Linked DNA regions of Mus musculus: region 2 is linked to region 1. Evidence: chromatin contacts called from public Hi-C data. All regions are on one chromosome and are shown on one strand. The core of a region is the stretch at or near the end of the contact, and the rest is flanking DNA. Distances in the headings are between cores, read along the strand shown. Region 1 overlaps Grin2b (glutamate receptor, ionotropic, NMDA2B (epsilon 2)). Region 2 overlaps Grin2b (glutamate receptor, ionotropic, NMDA2B (epsilon 2)).

Evidence for each region. Hi-C and Micro-C count contacts between places; a contact is called where the count stands out from the background.
Region 2: a contact with region 1 is called in a Hi-C map of cerebral cortex, with 3 times the contacts expected there. The contact joins two enhancer-like sites. A contact is called at or near these places in 9 of 484 Hi-C or Micro-C datasets (adipose-derived mesenchymal stem cells, cerebellum, cerebral cortex and 5 more).

The regions. Positions count from the first base shown.
Region 1 is chr6:135,904,222-135,909,217 of GRCm38.p6, reverse strand. All of the region lies in intron 5 of Grin2b (glutamate receptor, ionotropic, NMDA2B (epsilon 2)), which reads left to right. Among named protein-coding and RNA genes, the nearest start is that of Gm14330, 54 kb to the right of the region's middle. Within about 2 kb of position 1,492, at least 37 of the 459 cell types and tissues checked have an H3K27ac peak or open chromatin away from gene starts, as enhancers often do. A contact at or near this core is called in cerebral cortex and cortical neurons, where this site is marked.
Region 2 is chr6:136,007,114-136,011,863 of GRCm38.p6, reverse strand. The region is part of intron 4 of Grin2b (glutamate receptor, ionotropic, NMDA2B (epsilon 2)); the gene reads left to right. Among named protein-coding and RNA genes, the nearest start is that of Gm14330, 160 kb to the right of the region's middle. Within about 2 kb of position 1,298, at least 49 of the 459 cell types and tissues checked have an H3K27ac peak or open chromatin away from gene starts, as enhancers often do. A contact at or near this core is called in cerebral cortex and cortical neurons, where this site is marked.

The sequences.
Region 1 (4,996 bases), core at 243-2,742:
CAGAGGGAGCCTGAGGGCAACATCCAATAAATGTGTTTTAAAGACATCTACATTGATCCCAGGGGACACCACTTTGTATCTAGGTTCACTTTGCTATGATGCTCTGGGCCCCTTTCTTTTCACACAAGAAAGGATGATGTTTCTTTCTTACTCTGGCTGTATGCTCCCAAGTTCTTTATCTCATACATGGAAAAGCATACCCAATCACTCCACACCTGAGAATCTTGTGATGAAAGAGTGTTGCCTGTGCCCTGGACTACTGGCTGCTGACCCTCCCCGTCCTTGGGGTTGGAGGTGAGGTGGCACAGAGTAAATGACACAGACTCTGGGAGCAGGTAAGAAGTGCAGTGGCAAACTCGTCTGAGCACGGCTGCAAGCTCCTTTAATACCCTCCACCTATGCTCCACTGGTTCCAAGAGAGCAGTTTTTCTAAACAACAGTTCCTGATTGGCTGGCATTGTCTACTTCAAAAATCCTTGGTCTCTCAGACAGTCTTCAATTAAATCCTCCTATAAGAGATGCCTTTATGGCTACGTGGTCCCGGCATTTGGCATTTACATAGAGGTGGCCGATGCAATTCCTCCTATAGAGGAGGAGGCAAACATTCTGTTCTAGAGTCTGTTGGCACTCAGAAAGGTCAGAGGAACATTGAAAATATTGTCGTTGGACATGTGTTAAGACAAAAGCAAGACCTTGACCTCTGTCTTGATTTACAGATGTTCTCCAGGGCCACCGTTCATTTTTGACAGGTTAGATAAGTTTGGACTTGTTCAAAGCATACACACTGCCGGAGAGCAGACCAGAAGGAAACAGAGGTGGGGGAGTGCTGCTGGGGAAGAAACGGGCTGAACCAACCTGGGCCAGTTTTCTGCATTTTAGATGCCATTTGCACTTGGTTTAATTGATAACATAGGCAGTGGGTGTCTGCACCCTTTTTTCTATACTGAGGCTTGTTCAAGGTTCTGGACGATGCAAATGCTACCCAGCATGCACTTTGATTGGCCTCAGGAGGAGTGGGGCATCCGCAAAAAGATCCCTTTAATTTGCAGTCTTAGACTTCTTACTCTTCTAGCAACACAAAGTGAATCACCCAAGAGGCTGGCAAAGCACGCGGAAGGAACAAAGATCAGCATTAAAGAGGACGCTGGCTGGAGCTATCAGGAATTTAGGTGTGCCTTTAGGACCTAAAGGATCTTTTGTGATTGAGACCAAGGTAGTGAAGTTAAGGAAAGAACACATTCTTCCATCCCAAGTTCCAATTTAATTCGATGACCTTCTGGACACAGATTATTCACCCCTGAAAACTCAAAAGCATATGGGAGGATATTCCTCTGAGATGCGCCCCAATCCCTCCCCCCACGCACATACACGCACACTTGGTGTGCTCACTCACCCACAAGTTTAAAAATAGGAGCCATGGTGTTGCCATGACTCCCGGTGCTACTCAGTGCTGCCTCTTCCCTCTGATGCGATTTCCCTTCAGAGCAGATTTAGGCGAGAATCTGGCTCAGAGCGGCCTCTAGCGGCGGCACAATCCTTAGGGAAGCGTTTCCTTCCCCGGTTCTGCCCAGTCCCCAAACTAACCCGCAAGGGGCAAGTGGAATACTGGGATGTTTTGAGTGGACTCTAGGGGATCAGCTTTTAGCAGATCTGTCCTCGTAGTCATGATAATGGGCCGATGCCTACTGTATGCTACAAAGTGGGAAGGGGCAGTTGGCGGGGGATTTGCAACCCACAACTCTTAGTAGGATAATGTGGGGTGCTGGTGGTTGAGGGAGCGGTGGCATTACTGTACACTAAGCAAGGGAGATTTGCTGTGATCAGCAGCTAGCGTTCTTAGTTTTCCAGCTAGAGGAGTCTTTCAAAATGTTATCACCTGGTAATGAGTCAACAGCCTCGGGGAAGTGTTGACAAGCTGGCTTCCTTGCCTGCTGTCTTTGCCGTTTTCCCCTCCCTGTGTTTTGAATCCTCAGTTTCTTGTTGCCAATTGCATGGAAGAGTTCAGGAAAACTGATGAGAGTCTGTCCAGAACCCGGGCCTGACCTAACGCAAATTCTAACTCCGAAGGACCAGAAAGGGGTACAGGCTCAGTCAGAAACGATGTGTATCAGGGCTTGGAGGTTGATTCCAGCAGCCAGGGGCTTAGAACCACTCTGCTGTCATTTGTGTGGCCCAGATGAACAGAACAGGGTAGAATGACATTTTAAATGGATTTTAAACCTGGTGTTCATGAAAGAATCCCTTCCTTTGCTTCCCTCCTGAAGGTCAATCCAAAAACTGTAATTGTTGCTGGTGTTGGGAACCTCAAATTCTGGAAAGGGTACAAGCTGTGAACATTTATCGCATGAGAAGAAATCCTGATTCTCTCGTGCATCCCGTTCCTTCAGCTGACATTTGTGGGTCTATTTTATGCAGAGAGATGAGTTTCTATCAGCATGGTTGGCAACAGAAGCATCGGAATGGGTTGGCTTTAAGGAGTCTTTAGTTCAACCCATATACAGAGAAAAGACACTGAACTTTAAAGCTTCCAGTACCATGTGTGCCCTGGCCCCGATGAGAAATTGATGCATTGCTAAATTTTTGGAGCACACAGTGGGCTTTAAAATGAAAGTTTTTTCGTGCTGAAAAAAAAAAAAGATGTTCTTTGTATTTCTACGCTGTTATTATATTTAATGGAATTGTAGACTGAAATGCAAGAAAGAGAAAATAGTATTTAGAGTGAGGAGCAGTGGGTGAGTACCACAGTGCAGAGAGTGAGATGTCCACCTTCTACCTCTCCCTGCTGCCTCTGCCTTTTGAGCAGTTAGTTTCATTGGTTCTGATCCTACGGTGGCAGGGGCTGGTAGGCACTTCTGTAACGTGTGGCATTTAAACTTTTGTGGCTCTGACTGGGCTCGATCTTGGCACGGTTCTGTGAGCCAGCGCGGCCAAAGCACAGCTCTGTAATTGTATTAAGAAACACAATTAAGGAATATTGCATTTGCAGAACAGACGAGTGCCAACTGTCTGATTAAAGACTTGGGGGGAGATGCTATGTTTCGCCAAAGAAATAAGAAGACAAAGGAAAAAAAAGTGCTGCGTTGTTCTTGTTAGTTCCCTGTGATTTGTAGGAGAGAACCAGGGCAGAGCCACCAGGCGCACTTACCACAGGGGCATCATTAGGTGATCGTTGCCATTGGTTTTAGCCAGACTTCCACGTACCCAGGCGTCTCCCTCACAAGCAGAAGTTTTGCATCTGATCCTTACGTTTGTAAGATTTAGGCTTTGTGGAATGAGTAGAAGGGGTGGGAATCTAGGGTTCTTGTTCCCTTTCAAATCGAGATTCCAACAGAGTGGCTATATGAGTTTTCCTACATCCCCTCACCAATAACGCAACACAAGAAAAGAGCTAATCACCGCTCGTAAATAGCATTTATTAATTGCTTTACAGTGCTTGCTCTCCTTTTGGAACCAGCCAGGCATTTCTTGTGTAGCATATTCTAATATTCATCTGGCTTCTTGAGGTTTGATAGAAAAATATCTTACACAGGCAGACAGTCGAATTCTTATTTTACACACGACTTAATGGCAGGCTCTGCAAGCAGAATTATGCATTTGGCATTATAAGCGTTTCTGGATTTTATATCCACACACACCCAAGGTTTTCACTGGAAGTCACAGATGGTTGAAAGACAGATAGCAACCACACTACACTCTCAGACCAGTATAGACTCATGGATTTAGTAGCTTAGGGCCTGTGACCATTCTTTAATGCCCCTAGCTCTTTACACTTCCCTTCCCTGGCTGGTGCTCTGGTCCTCCTGCCTGATGTGATCTGAGCCTCATGCTATGCTAGCCATTTGGTGCTGGTATTATATGAATCATGCAGGAAGTAGCAAAGACATGATAGTTAACCTGCCCAGAGCATCTCCCAGTTACCCCCATCTATCTATATTTGCACGTTCAGTCAAAGGGGGTAACTCAGAAATGCCACTGGAAACCTGGACCTGTATTTGAGTATCAACTTAAAGAGAGCTCACCTGGCCTCTCTCTTCTCTCTGTGCGGTGGACCATGATGGGTATGTGTCTAAGGGCTGGCAGGGCTGGGGAATGCTCTTTTTTCTACCGCGAAGGTAAGATTCGAAAGTGGAAAATGACAGGAAACACTGCATTCAAGTCAGCCTCCCAGGTCTTCTGGGTCTTGTGTAAAGGTCATACATGCTTAGTCTGCTGGTCTGTCAGTTCCGGAAGTGACACACGCTTCTGGCCAAAGTTATTTATTTCCAGAAATTTAAGAGACAGACAGACAGAGACAGACAGACAGACAGACAGACACACACACACACACACAGAGAGAGAGAGAGAGAGAGAGAGAGAGAGAGAGAGAGAGAGAGAGAGAGATCCTTGTGGCTTCCATTCCTTCTGAGCTGTGAGCAGGAAGCCTACTTAGTTGGCTGAAGCAGCTGTCGAAATCAGTCATCTGGCTATTAGTAAGCAACTGGGAATATGTGTATAAAAAAGAAAAGAATTTGACAGGATACGTAAAGACTAGGATCTCACTGATGGGAAAGACATAGCAGACATGAGCAAGGTCAATGCACAGTCCTCAGTACAGAGCCTCGGCTGGCAGGGTCCCAGCACATGCCTTTAGTCCAGATTGCAAGAGCCACACATGCTGCTGCACGGGCACCAGCCTCACGGCAGGAGAATGGCAAGCTTTAACCTGGCAGCAGTGTGCCATAGGAGAGAGAAAAACCTTGCTCCTGGAAGTTGAACTCAAATTAACTTCTTCTGCAAGTGTCATGTGCTCAAAATTTCCTCAAATATGGCTTTCATTCTCTCACAAAGGACTCCAAGTCCAAACGCATGGTCTAACCCTTGATGATCCTCTTCCAAGAAGCTGCTGCTGAAAACCCATCAACCTGGGAACCTTGCTTTTGTAGACAGAGGCTGGGACAAGAATACAGTAGTCTTCTCAAACCAAATGTGGAGGAGGAAGGTGTCATAGCATTTGGCT
Region 2 (4,750 bases), core at 49-2,548, 100 kb before region 1:
CCAGGGAAGCTTGCCATGTGTTCTCTGTCATTTGCCTTGGGTCTTGGCCGTGAGAGAGACATGGTAGGCTTCTGGGCAGTGTTGGTGGGGTGGGTACTCAGTGGATGCTCATGTAGAGCAGAAAAGAGGAAGTAGCTGGTCAGCTACAGCAGCTGGGGATATGAAGATAGAGCAAGGGGTGTAATGTAAGTTGATGTACAAGAAAGGAGATGATGAACGTGGCCTGGGGGAAAAGCGGAGCTCTTCTGGGTTCATTACTGGTGTCCAGCTACAAGGAAAATGGACTCTCCATCCCAGTGTCATCTCCATCCCAAGCTCATCTCAGAGCTTGTCCAGTTGCCTGGATACCTGTGACACACACCACTCCCTCCTTTGACACCGAGTGGCTGTGTGGCATGACCAACTCGATGCTGTCTGGCTTGATCCCACACGGCCCAGTCACATGGCACCCTCAGCTCCCACAGGAGATCCTGGGCCCCACCAGAGGAGTAAGAGGATGTGATGGGGTAGGTAAGGGAAGAGGAACTTTTGTTGTTAACAGCAGAAGATCAAAAGGGCTGCAGTAGGCAAGGAGTCGAGGGCCTTTTTGCCAGGTAAAGCAAAATGTCGAACACTAAGTGTGTAATTTGAGTAATTAATGTTCCAGATGGAAGAACAGTTTTATATGCTAATTCATATTTTCCAAAGGTCCAGAGCCACTCTGAAAACTCTTTTCCAAATTGCTGTCATCGCTGCCTACATCTGAAAGCATCCCACACGGTGAAGCTCACAGAGGCATGGTTTCAGGGTGGCTTTTAATTTCTTGTTTTAAACATGTGAAATGTGCCTCTCCCTCCCCCCCAATAGCCCAGAACTGTGTAGGCATACAGGCCCCATAGGCCAGTGTGCCATGTATAGGTTACAGGTGCAGCCACACCATTGCCTAGCTTAGCCCTCTGTGGTCTCAGTATCTTTGCCTTTAGGAGACTACCGTGTCCTGTGGCTCACTGAACAAGGCCTCAGAGTGATGTACAGGTTTGACTTTGGGCTGTAGTTCTGAGCATCGCCCAGATGCCTGAGGAATGTCTAGCTTAGCATCCAACTGTCATTAGGGGGATTTTTCTTAAGGTAGAGGTTAGCTATAGACACATACCGAGTCTCCAGCCTGCCCAGATCAGAGAAGGAAGATCCAGAGTAGAGCCCTTGGCTCCACTCTTGAAATCTCTCTTGAAATCCAGCCAGGCCAGGACAGCGTCTCTTTCTGGACCTTTGCAGGCTCCAGGCCTTTCTTTCGGAATTTTTTTAAAAAGCCCCCTACATCTGTTTCTTTCTTTTTCATAGTTAAACTATTTAACTCAGTGTTTAAAGCCCTGCCTGGCTGCCTTGTGGCGATTCAGGGTTGCCATGGCAATGTGGCCGGGTTCTCCAAATTAGGACACATTGCAGCTGCTTTTCCTTCCTTCCTTTTTTTTTCTGATGTGGTCTCTCCATCTCTGTCTCTGTTTCTGTTTCTCTGTGTCTATCTCATTCTCTGTCTCTCTCTCTCTCTGCATGTCTCTCAGTCTCTCTATTTCTGTCTGTATCTCTGTCTCTCTCGGAATGTCTCTCTGCCCCTTTCTGTCTCTCTCTGTCTCTGTCTCTCTCTGTGTCTGTCTCTGTCTCACACTTTGTCTCTGTCTGTCTCTCTGTGTCTCTGCGTCTCTCTCTCTCCCTCCCTCCCTCCTCTCTTGCTTCCTTAAGCCCTTGCCTGCTTTTCTCCCCCAGAATGCTAATTTAAGTACCTGTAGTCAGAGCTGGGTGGGTCTTTATACTTCCTCAATGCTCTGCCTACATGCATCCTCCAACCCCGTCCCTGGCAGTCTGTGCCCATGGAGGTTCTTGAGACCATCAGAGTCCTCTTTTGCTGTCTTTGCACCTAATATCTGTTTGGTTTGGGTGACACTAAGGAATTTCTGTTTTACCAAAAAGCCTTTTGTGAGAGGAATGTGGCGAGGAAGATGCTCTGCTGTTTAGACTTCCAATGTCCTCAAATCTTTCCAGCAGGCTCACAGCTACTTTAGGAGACACTAGGGCGATAAACGGACTCAGCGTGAATGGGGGTGCAAACATCTTTCCCACACAAGGCATTTCAGGGTCTGTTTTAATTATTTTTCTCAATGCTGTGACAAAATTCCTTAAAAACAACTTAGGAAACAAGGTTTGCCTTACCTCAGAGTTTGAAGGCATAGCTGATTGTGATGTGGAACTCATGGTAGCAGGGTTATGAGGTGGCGGCCATGTTTTATCTGTGGTCAGGAAGCAGAAAGAGCTGAATGCTGGTACCCAGCTTGCATCTCCTTATTTGGCCAGGACTCTCACTTGGGAAAGGTGCTGCCCACTTTCAGGATATGTCTCTTCTGCTCCATTACATGTTTCTGAGAACAGCCTCATAGATACAGATGTGTGCTTCCAAACAGATGCGTGATTCTAAATCGTGCCAGCTTGACAATGAAATTCACAGGGTCCCAGGACACTACATACTCTCAGAAAGTTTGGTATTATAAAAGTGTGATGGTTAGGGTCAACTGCCAACTTCACTTCAGGGATTTTCTTTAATGTGTTTATTGATATGAGAAGCTCCATGCTAATTGTGGCTGGCATCAATCCCTGTTCAAGGCATCCCGAGCTATCTAAATGACCTAAGAACTTAGCAGCAGCATGCGTACAGTGCTCTGTTTCTCGGCTGTGTGGCCAGCTCCTTACCTACACTTTCCCATTATGGCAGACTGTACCTTGAACTGTGAACCAGAATAAACCCTTCCTCCTTAAAGTTGCTTTTGTACCTTATCACTGCAACAGGAAGAGGAACAGAGAACAACAGAGGCTGTCAGTGTTCAAAAGGTAGGAGGGAGGAGGTGGGCACAGAGAAAGGTGGGAGAAAAGAATGAGGGCAGGCTGGACAATGGTGGCCTTTCTTTCCCTCGGGGTACTTCTGTTTCACAGTAGGCTACCTGAGACCCTAAAGTTATAGACTGGATGAGAATGGAGAGAGAAAGAGGATGGAGAGAACAAGGTAGACCATGCATCCCTTTCTGCTTCTTTATTATTACATTAAGGCCAATTAGAAAAGACTCTTTTGATAAATGTTCAGAGGAATGAATGAGCTCAGGCATGCTTTGAAATCTCTCTCTCTCTCTCTTTCACATACACACACACACATACACACACACATATACACACACACACACACACACACAGAGAGGAGAACTAGGTCATTATTACTAAGTACCTGGGACAGTCATTTTGGAAAATAACTTGGTCACCAGAATTTTTTTATTGAAGCAAGCAATTTGATTTATGAGATGGGATAGGGATCAATTTTGAAGGAAGTAATCATGGGTCTTACCCATTAGGGCGTTTAGTAGCCGTTCCTGAAACCATTGGCTAAAAAGCGCTGTTTAGCAATTTGGGCCTTCCCCTCTCTATGCCCTGATTATCACCTTTAGCAAATCCAAGGTCACTGATTCAACTGTGTGGACATCATGTTCCTTGACCTGTGAGAGAGGTGAAGGGAGAACGCCAACACAATTAGCTAGGTAAACAAGGAGGGTGCTGTCATAGGCCAAGGTTCACCAGCAAGGCAGCCATGACAGAATGGGCAATCCAGGCAGGGTCACGGCTGCTAATGGATTTGCACTTAGGTTGAAAGACGAGCTCTTAGCTGTGAGCTGGACTTGGCATTTTGATTTGCTTTTGGAGTTTGACCTAGAGCTGTGGATAGATCTTCCCATTGATCTGTTACATCTCCAAAAGTTGGCAAGTAGGTGGCTATATTTTCAGCTTGCACCTCTAGCTTGCCATTGCAAGTTAGAGGTGTGTATGTTTCAGGGAATGGTAGGAGCCTTCCACTGAAATTTTCAGATTTTGTATCACATTCAGAAAGCACTTTTAGAATGACCTTCAGTTTGGGTGTTTACTCTTTGGTTGCTACTGAGGAGAAATCTGGCGTGTGGGTGGGGAGGGCAGTTCAGATGATCCTAGTTTCTCCCTGGTTGTCACTTACAATCCCTGATGCTGTGAAGTCGGAATATTCTTTCCTAGTGTATAAAATGTGGTGGGAAGCCAGCAGAATGAGGCCATCGAGGCCTCCTCAGTTATGAAGAGGTTGTTACCCACCACTTGCTAAACCTTTCTTATCATCTGGCAACAAGGTGGCATTCTCGTCTTAGGCCAGTGTTGAAGACAGGGCAGAGAAAATATATTTCATATATGCAGTATCATGGGATCAATGATTATACAGGCAAACCCATTGTAACTTACAACAGTGGAACACAGGCTTAATGAAACATACTCTTAAAGAATCCAGCTTACTCTAGCTGCATATGTAACAAAAGATGGCCTAATCGGCCATCACTGGAAAGAGAGGCCCATTGGACACGTAAACTTTGTATGCCCCAGTACAGGGGAACGCCAGGGCCAAAAAGGGGGAGTGGGTGGGTAGGAGAGTGGGGGTGGGTGGGTATGGGGGACTTTTGGTATAGCATTGGAAATGTAAATGAGCTAAATACCTAATAAAAATGGAAAAAAAAAAAAGAATCCAGCTTAAATAACCGAACTAGGAATCGGGGAGAAACTAGAGAGCACAGTTAGAATGACATAAAGACCAAGATTCTGAAGGCACAGAGAAGGTTCCAAGGCCAATTCTCAATGTCTAAGAGAGGTTCTAGGTTCCTCTTCTGAGGACCAGGCCTGGGCAGTGAACCTGGACAATAGAGAGTTCTCATAAGTCCCT